3 separate regions of the Sus scrofa genome follow, and regions 1 and 3 are each linked to region 2. Evidence: chromatin contacts called from public HiChIP or PLAC-seq data. All regions are on one chromosome and are shown on one strand. The core of a region is the stretch at or near the end of the contact, and the rest is flanking DNA. Distances in the headings are between cores, read along the strand shown.

Region 1 (3,030 bases), core at 501-3,000, 170 kb after region 2:
GCCCAGTCCAAATGGCCGTGTGGGGGCCCCCCACTGGGCCTAGTTCAGCAAGGTACACATATAGGACACACACTGGCCTCCAAATCTGTGTCCCAGGAGGTGACGAAAGGAAACAGGTCCTTCTCCCAGATCGATTCTCAGATATGACCTGGAAGTAAACTCCCTCTAGATCTAGGAATAATTCTTTTCAAGAGTTCAAGAACCTTGAATTCTGGCTGTGCCACTGATAACTGGGGTGAGTGTGGCAGGCCTCCACTTCCCCTGCCGCAGTTTGCTCCTCATCAAAATGGTGAGAATAAATAACCTTTAAGGGGCCAGGGAGATAAAGTATGCAAAAGTTTGCATCCCGGGAGTTCCGTGGTGGCTCAGTGGTTAACAAATCCGACTAGGAACCATGAGGTTGCAGGTTCGATCCCTGGCCTTGCTCGGTGGGTTGGGGATCCATGAGCTGTGGTGTAGGTTGCAGACTCGTCTTGGATCCTGTGTTGCTGTGGCTGTGGCATAGGCTGGCGACCCTACAGCTCCGATCAGACCCCTAGCCTGGGAACCTCCATATGCCATGGGAGCGGCCCAAGAAATGGCAAAAAGACAGGAAAAAAAAAATTTCCATCCCATACATCACATCATCATGAATGAATGATGTAAAGGAAAGGCTGTTTAACCACCAGGGGATTATAGAATCATTGCCATTTGCATCCTCACCATCCTCATAAAACTCCCTCAAAGAGCCTTTAGTCTTGAGAGAAGAGGGTAAAGGGAGATGGATTCATCCGTGGACTTTTAAATCACAGCTGCCATTGAGGCAGCTTGCTCTCTGTCAAGTGCAGAACAGCACTTCCTGAGGAGTAACATTTTTAATTCTCACAAAACTCCTACGAGGAGTCATTATTATTACACCCATTTTACAGATGAGAAAGCTGAGCTCAGAAAGGTTAAGTAACTTCCCAAAGTCACACAGGTGGTAGGTGAAGAGCCTGGGATGCGAACGTGAGTCTGAGCCCAAAGCCCACGCTCTCCACCACTGCTATTTTTGTTCCTGCCAGATGGTTGACGAGGTCTTCCGAGGGAGGAAGGACTCAGGAGGCTTTGAAACCTCTTAGAGCCTGCTATCTGATTCTGTGGGTTTGGAAGGCACAAGGATCCAAAGTCGGGTCTCCCAAGCTAGCCTCTGTGACCTCGGCCCTCCACGGCCCCACGGGGGGTTAGAACGATTACTCACCACGCTGAAGGGCAGCAACGACAGACCTCAAATCGCAAGTTAAAATGCGCCCACTCTAACCCCTTCCCCTTCGAAGGGGTGGGCGCAGCTCTGGGCTTCCTGCCGCGACGGTGCTCACAAGGACCAGGCGGCGTTCATGAACAGGATGAGAGCTTGGGAGGGGGTGTCCTGGCCGAGGTCACATGGCGACATTCCCTGCGCGGGTCGGCCCCCGGGGCTCAGACGTGGCAGCTTCGCACAACGACGGGCCCTAAGTGGACCTGGGGTTTCGGGTCCCTCCTGCACCCTTGCTCTGACGGCGCGCCCACCCACTTCCACCGCAGCGCGAGGCAGGCTGCCGACCTACGTACCTGGCCGCCCAAGGCGGGCCACCTCGGTCACAGCCGCGGCTCCCCGGAGAAAGCGCTCCCTAGTTCCAGAACAGCCAATCCTGAGCCGAGCCTTGGTGTGAGCTCCCGGCGAGCCTTCCAAAATCGAACGCGAAGACTCCGCGAGCCAATCAGTGGAGATAGAGGGATGAGAGGCGTGGCCCTACTCCTCCCCCTTCCCTCCGCTGGCCTCGAAACTCCAGTGCGAAGAAGCCCCCGGTCCAATCAGCGACGCAGCGGCAGCGAGGGGCGTGTCCTGGGGCTCTCTCTCCCCGCCCTCGGCTGCCCTCACGCCGCGCCCGGAGGTGCTCCCTTCATTGACGTCAGTCCTCGGGGAGAGCGTGGTTTTGCTGGCTGGGGAGTGGGGGCGGGGCCGCATTCCAGTCCCGGGGTGCGGCAAGGGCTGGCCCAGCTGGGTACACGTGACGGGTGCACCCCTCCCCTGGGAATGAAGCCAATAAGCGCGGCGCGGGATTCCTTGCGGCTTGTGGCCCTCCGCAAATAGACTTGCAGCTACTTAAACTCAACAGCAGACCACTTGGTATTCTGGCTTGAGTTTTGAGGGAGAGGAAGAGTCAGCGCGGTAGTCAGACCTTGGGCTTCAAAGCCAGAATGTCGTGAGTTTGAATCTTCAATCAGCTGTGCAACCTTGGGCCAGTAGCCTAAATGAGAGGCTATTAAAAAGGTTTTATTCATTCATTCGACAGTGGTCTATTAGGGACCCACCCTGTCGGAGTTTCTTGACTTGCAGTGAACTGGAGACACCTTTAATAAGCCTTGTCCTGGGGGAATTTACAGTTTAGTCAAGGAGGCTAACATTTATTATTATTTTATTTATTTATTTATTTTTGGTCTGTTTGTCTTTTTTAGAGCTGCACTCGCAACACATGGAGGTTCCCAGGCTAAGGGTCCAGTCGGAGCTGTGGCCACTGGCCTAGGCCACAGCCAAGGCAACACGGGATCCTAGCATTGTCTGCGACCTTACTCCACAGCGCACTGCAACGCCGATCCTTAACCCACTGAGCAGGGCCAGAGATCGAACCCAAGTCCTCATGGATGCTAGTTGGGTTTGCTAACCGCTGAGCCAAGATGGGAACTCCAGAGGCTGACATTTATAAACCTAAAATATTGAGTGTGACTATGATTGTGATACACATTATGGCTCTGAGAGGGTAAAATGAAGGAACCTAAGCTCCTTTGGGGAGGTCCTAGAAGGCAGAAGTAATACTTCAGCTGAGATATGGAGGAGCTGCAATTGGTCACAGGATGAGGAGTGGGTCTGGGAAAAGCCTATAAGGAAAAGAGTACACGCTAAGGCCAGGAGGTAGCCAGTCTCAGAAGGACTTGAAATGAGGCCTAGATAAGGCCAACAAGGGAGAGAGAGGTGGGAAGCCAGAAGCAGAAGCAGGCAGTGAAGTTTCCATTTGAATAGCATTATATGTG
Region 2 (2,884 bases), core at 36-2,535:
AGTCGGATTCGTTAACCACTGCGTAAGGACGGGAACTCCTTTTTTTTTTTTTTTTTGGCTAAGCAGGCAGCACGTGGAAGTTCCCCCGCCAGGGATCGAACCAGTGCCACACTCAAGCCATGGCAGCGACAACACCAGATCCTTAACCTCCTGAGCCACCAGGAACTCCCAAAGTATTATACTTCTGACAGGTTCACTTTATTCATTTCCCACATATTTTAAAAGCAAGTGTGTTCACTTTTCAAGAGAAATGTATCCTTTACTTCTCCCCAAACACGCGCAATTTCCAAAAATAAAGACAAAACTTATCTGTACTGACAAGATTATTTTGTATTCTATTACATAGACACAAGGTCCGAAGGCCTCCTAACATTCAATAACTTTTTAGATTTTTCTTTTTCTAAAAGAGTGAAGTCTCAGAATTTCAAGGAAATCTGTCATTTGCTCCGCTCAAATTTTAGATAAGCTGTCAGAACTAAGAGATCCCTAAACTGGTGAAAAGCAGGAAATTGGAGTTCTGGGAAAAATATAAAAACACACACCACATAAAAAAGGCACGAAGCAAATTAATCAAGAACTTGAACAAGAATGGGGGGAAGAGATACGCAGAACATCTCAAACTCCCCCTAGGCTGGTTTCTCTCCTCCTCTCTCCAATTAATTACAGCCAGTCAGAGATTGGGTCGCGCGGCCACTCCCAACATGCCACGCGACTGGAGCTGATGCTGCCGAAGATGCTTCTCGTCACATCAACTTCCTCGAAACAACGTGCTTTCGCGGAGTGAGCACCTGATTCTGAACTGGAGGACCTGCGTCCAAGTCCCAACTCCCCCAGGAAGCCTCTGGCCCTCTCTGGGCCTCAGTTTCCACACCTGCGAAATGGTAATGATTTTCCTAACCCAGGCCGGTGCACAGGGTGGCTATAAACCAAAACGAGGGTCATAAGGGCGCTTTAAGGAAGACTGCAAGCGACTCGCAATTTGTTATGGTTCTTAAGCACGCGGTGCTCACAACCAGCCCGGGACCAATCTCTCAAAGTCACCGCTCCCTTCCCGCCCGGCGCCCGTGCTGAGGCCGCTCCCTCCTGGAGGCCCCCAAGCGGAAGCCGCGCGGCGCCGTCTGCCGTACCTGCAGCCACTTGGTCTGCGGGGCCCTCCTGCTGACCCATGACGAAGTCTTGCACGAGGCCCCACAGGGCGCCCGTAGGCGCGACCGCCTCCAGAGCGGTGGCGGCGGCCATGACGCGAACTGGAGACGGTGGGAGGGGAAATGGGCGGTGGCACGGGATGGGCCTCTCAGCGCACGCGCCTCCTGAGCCAATCGCCTGGCGAAGGCTGAGGGGGCGGGGCGCTCCCTGGATCACGTGCCTGCCGGCTCCAGGCCAGGCAGTTCCAGGGTGGGATGGGACGGCCCCTCCCCAAGGGGCGGGGCCCGGAGTCGGGGCGGTGGCTCAGGGAGCGAAGGCGGCTGCTGGGCACGCAGCCGGGGGCCATTGAGGGCGAATAATTCCCGGCCCAGCTTCCCGGGAGACCCGCGGCGGGGCGGGCACCTGTCTGGGTGGGGCCGAGGGGCGGTACGCACCCTGGGGGGAACCAATGAGAAAACCAGGCCCGGCCCGAGGGGGCGGTGCCGTCGGTCACATGCGCACCTGGGGCGGGCGGCGGCGGCGGCGCGGGCACCGCGAGCCGGCGGCAGGGAGCAGGGCTGGGCTGGGGCGGGGTTAGGCAGGTGAGTGACAGGCTCCGGGGGGCCGGCCCCAGCTGGGAGCCCCGAGCGAGCCGGGAGTAACAGCGGCGGTGCCCGCCCCCTCTCTCCGCCCCTTCAGCGGAGCTGGTCTCCAGCCGGGCACCGTCGCGGGCCCCCCTGGCCCGGCCACCTGGGACTGTGTTGGGGAGTCGGCCACCTCCCTCTTTCTCCTTGCCCGCAAAGTTTGTGGCGAAGCCGGCGCTGGGGTAGAGCGCGCCGCAGGGGGGAGATCGGGAAGCGCCCGATGCCGGGCGGTCGGAGCCGTTGACCTGGGACGCCGCCGTCCGGGGCAGGACCGCGGAGCAGCGGACCATCCCGTCGCCTTCGGTGCATGGGGCCCGGCTGAAGAGCCAGCATGGGCAACTGTGTGGGGAGACAGCGCCGGGAGAGGCCGACCGCCCCGGGACACCCCCGCAAGCGAGCAGGTAACGACCGGGAAGGGAGCAGGGCCACCGGCGCCCAGCCAGTTGTCCGCCTTCTTGCGCGAGAACTGGGCTTCCTGAGCTACCTCCCACGGCTCCTGGCGCCTAGGTTTCCCTGATGGCTGCTTCCGAGGCAGACGGGGGTCCCCTTCCCCGGCCCCAGTGGCCGGGGGAGCCGACTTGTGGCAACTGCGAGCGCTGACCCGGCTGCGAGCCCAACTCGCTCCAACTGGGAAGCTCCGGGTGGGGGTGGGGGCGGGAGCAGGAAATGTTTGCAGACCGCAGCGGGGCCGGCGGAGGGGAGGAGGGCCCCAGGCCGGGGCGCCGCTGGCCTGGCAGCGGGGCCGGGGTCGGACGCCCGCCCGTCGGGGCACGGCGCGGGTGGCCAGTCGTCCCAGAACTCGAAGCGAGCGAGATGAGAACAGGCGCTCCTTCCAAAGACTGTGTCATTATCGGGCTGCAGATCGTGCCTGCCGGAATCCGACTTGCAAAAGCAGCGCAGGACTCTGGGAAAGAAATCTTTATTTTTCCCGCAGGGCTTTTTAGAGCCTCCTGGCCGTCTGGGAGTCTAGAAAAGGTGGGGTGCGGGGTGGGAATCGCTGTCGGGTTGTTGGGATCCTTCCCAGCCTTAGGAATGGGATCTGCTCTCTGGTGATCCTCGAGGGCCGGCAGCGCTTTCTCACTTTCTGGATACACCCCTATCCTGGCGCTTCGCCT
Region 3 (2,743 bases), core at 108-2,607, 150 kb before region 2:
GGCTCCAGTCTCTTACTAAATCATGTTACTCTCCTGCTCCATATTTTTTTTTATTTTTTTATTTTTAAGGCCACACCTGGGCTTATGGAAGTTCTCAAGCTAGGGGGCCTAGGGGTTGAATAGGAGCTGCAGCTGCTGGCCTACACCACAGTCACAGCAACTTGGATCCCAGTGGCACCTACTGCCTACAAAGCAGCCTGCAGCAAGACAGGATTCTTAACCCACTGAGTGAGGCAGGGATCAAACCCACATCCTCAAGGATATTAGTCAGGTTCTTAACCTGCTGAACCACAAGGAGAACTCTTCCTGCTCCATATTTTAAAGTAGCTCTCTACTGCCTGGTTTCTGTGTTTGTGTGTGCAGTGTTTTCTGGCTAATAGTTTTGCTCTGTTGTTTTTTTGGCCACAATTGGCAATAGGCATGCGTAAATTCCCTGGCTAAGTTCCCAGGAGCCAGGGATCTAACTGGTTCCACAGCAGTGACCCAAGTGGCTTCAGTGACGAGGCTGGATCCTTACCCCACTGCACTACAAGGGAATTCCTGTGGCTAACTGTTAAAACAGCTTTATTAACATATAACTTACATCATAAAATTCCCTCATTTTAATTTTTAATAAATTTACCAAGTTGTGCAACCATCACAGTTTTAGAATATTTCCATCACCTTGACACTATCCCTCTCCTGTAAAAGGCTGGTCCACCAATGGTCTACATGTAAGTGTAATGTGCAAGTTAGGCTTGAGGGACTTGGGATTTTGCATAAACCTCCAGGCAATACGACGGTAAAGGATCATTTTCCACCCCTCTTTCTTTTAAAAAATGAAATCTTGGTTACTCATTAAGCCAACCACGGTACCTTGAAGGGTTACGGTGGCCGTAACCTCTATTTCCATCCAAAGAACTGACCGTTTCCTCTCCTACTCCCCCTCAGAAAGGAGACTCCCCTACTGGGCTGAGGCATTCTTCTTAAAAGAACTTTCTAGCCCACAGCTTCTCCCAAGACGAGCAACCTCCTCTTCAGTAATGACAGCTCCAGTTCAGGTCCCCACATACCCATGCTCCCGATGGAAAAAGCATGAATCACGGGGCTTTCTCTGCCAATTCCCAATCCGCCACCGCCATCGTATCACAGGGTCCTTCGACCTCTCCGTCAGCCTCTTTTCCCTCATCTCCAGACAGATCTCTAACCTGACGCCTCTCCTGGCCACCACTCGCCTCACTTGCCTCGCCATCACTTCCCAAACGCTGGCATCTCGGACCTCAAAGGCGCAAATGCCAAAACTGGAAGAGTCGACGAGCCTAGAGAAGTGTGTAGGTGTGTGGGTGTAAGTGTATGTGCTAGTGCTAGTGTGTGTGGAAGAAACCAACGGAGTCCACGCTGGTGTCCATCTTCTGGCAATGCCAATCACGTCCGGTTAAGAGAGCGAAGACCTGCTCCCCAGTGCCCGCCGCAGGCAGAATTCAGGGCTGTGGAGCTCAGGGGTACCAAGGCTTCCCCTGTGCCCCTGCCCAGTGGGCGCTCCGCCCCCAACTGGCACGGCGCACCCCCGCAGCTGCTCGGTGGTAGAGCCCGGCGGCTACGTCACCCATTGTTTACAAATCAACCGGAGCCGGTAGGATTCCGGCTCCCGCGGCTGCAGGCGCGCGGCGAGAGTACCCAGCGGGCTCCAGCTTCAGCGTCTTCCCCAGCCCCGGCTCCGATCGCAGCACTGCTCCCCTCGCTGCCGCGGCCCACCGAACCCTACTGGCAGTCGAATCCCCAGCGACGCCGGCAGAGCTCCGGGTGCCCGCGCGGGGGACCATGCCGTGCCGGAGAGAGGAGGAAGAGGAAGCCGGCGAGGAAGAGGAGGAGGAGGAGGAGGAGGAGGACAGCGTCCTCCTACTGGAACAGTCGGTGACGCTGGGCGGCTCGGGCGAGGTGGACCGGCTGGTGGCCCAGATCGGCGAGACGCTGCAGCTGGACGCCGCACAGGACCGCCCTGCCTCCCCGGGCGCTCCCCCGGGACCGCCGCTGCAGCCCCCGCGGCCCCTGGCAGCCGTGAGAGCGGAGAAGGCCCTGGCCACAGCTCTGCCGCCGCTTCTGCCGCCCGGGTCGGCGGAGGCTGGGGGCCCGGCGCCCCCGGGGGCCCTGCGCTGCCCCCTCGGGGATCGCGGCCGCGTGCGGGGCCGGACTGCTCCCTACTTTGTGGCCGAGCTTGCCACAGGCCCCAGCGCTCTGTCCCCATTGCCCACTCAGCTTAGCCTTGATGGACCCTCAGGAGCGGTCAAGCGGGGTGCCCCGCAGCCGCTGTCGGGCCCACGCCGGCGAGGATGGCTGCGGGGTGCCGCCGCCTCCCGCCGCCTGCAGCAGCGACGTGGGCCCCAGCCTCAAGCTCGCACCGGCGATGATGACCCGCACCGGCTTCTGCAGCAGCTCGTACTCTCGGGGAATCTCATCAAGGAGGCGGTGCGGAGGCTTCATTCGCGACGGCTGCAGTTACACGCAAAGCTTCCCCAACGCCCGCTCCTTGGCCCTCTGTCGGCCCCGGTGCATGAGCCCCCTTCGCCCCGCAGCCCTCGCGCGGCCTGCAGCGACCCTGGCGCGTCCGGGAGGAGGACACAGCTCAGAACTGGCGACGGCGTTCTAGTCCCCGGCAGCTAACAGCCCGGGTGTGGCCTCAGCGCCAGCCTTTGCCTGGAGGGCAAGGGGTTCCCCTGAGGGCTGCATCCCTACTCTGACTGGCGAACTCGCGCTTTTGAAAGCG

The links. HiChIP or PLAC-seq counts read pairs in DNA pulled down with a chosen protein or histone mark.
Region 1: a contact with region 2 is called in an H3K27ac HiChIP or PLAC-seq map of alveolar macrophages. The contact joins the promoter of AVPI1 here to the promoter of MMS19 in region 2. A contact is called at or near these places in 4 of 47 Hi-C or Micro-C datasets (heart right ventricle, liver and skeletal muscle) and 2 of 2 datasets of contacts at active chromatin or transcription factors (alveolar macrophages and skeletal muscle).
Region 3: a contact with region 2 is called in an H3K27ac HiChIP or PLAC-seq map of alveolar macrophages. The contact joins the promoter of ARHGAP19 here to the promoter of MMS19 in region 2. A contact is called at or near these places in 1 of 47 Hi-C or Micro-C datasets (heart right ventricle) and 1 of 2 datasets of contacts at active chromatin or transcription factors (alveolar macrophages).

The regions. Positions count from the first base shown.
Region 1 is chr14:109,050,478-109,053,507 of Sscrofa11.1, forward strand. It overlaps AVPI1 (arginine vasopressin-induced protein 1), which reads right to left and starts at 1,751. Exons shown (of 3, transcript XM_001929060.5): 1 at 1,570-1,751.
Region 2 is chr14:108,885,302-108,888,185 of Sscrofa11.1, forward strand. MMS19 (MMS19 nucleotide excision repair protein homolog) reads right to left here and starts at 1,286. Exons shown (of 31, transcript XM_013990467.2): 1 at 1,128-1,286. The coding sequence starts at 1,239. UBTD1 (ubiquitin domain-containing protein 1) reads left to right here and starts at 233. Exons shown (of 3, transcript XM_021074394.1): 1 at 233-881.
Region 3 is chr14:108,737,741-108,740,483 of Sscrofa11.1, forward strand. It overlaps ARHGAP19 (a long non-coding RNA gene), which reads right to left and starts at 1,358. Exons shown (of 11, transcript XR_002338335.1): 1 at 1,053-1,358. FRAT1 (proto-oncogene FRAT1) reads left to right here and starts at 1,499. Exons shown (of 1, transcript XM_021072328.1): 1 at 1,499-2,743. The coding sequence starts at 1,801. The coding sequence ends at 2,640.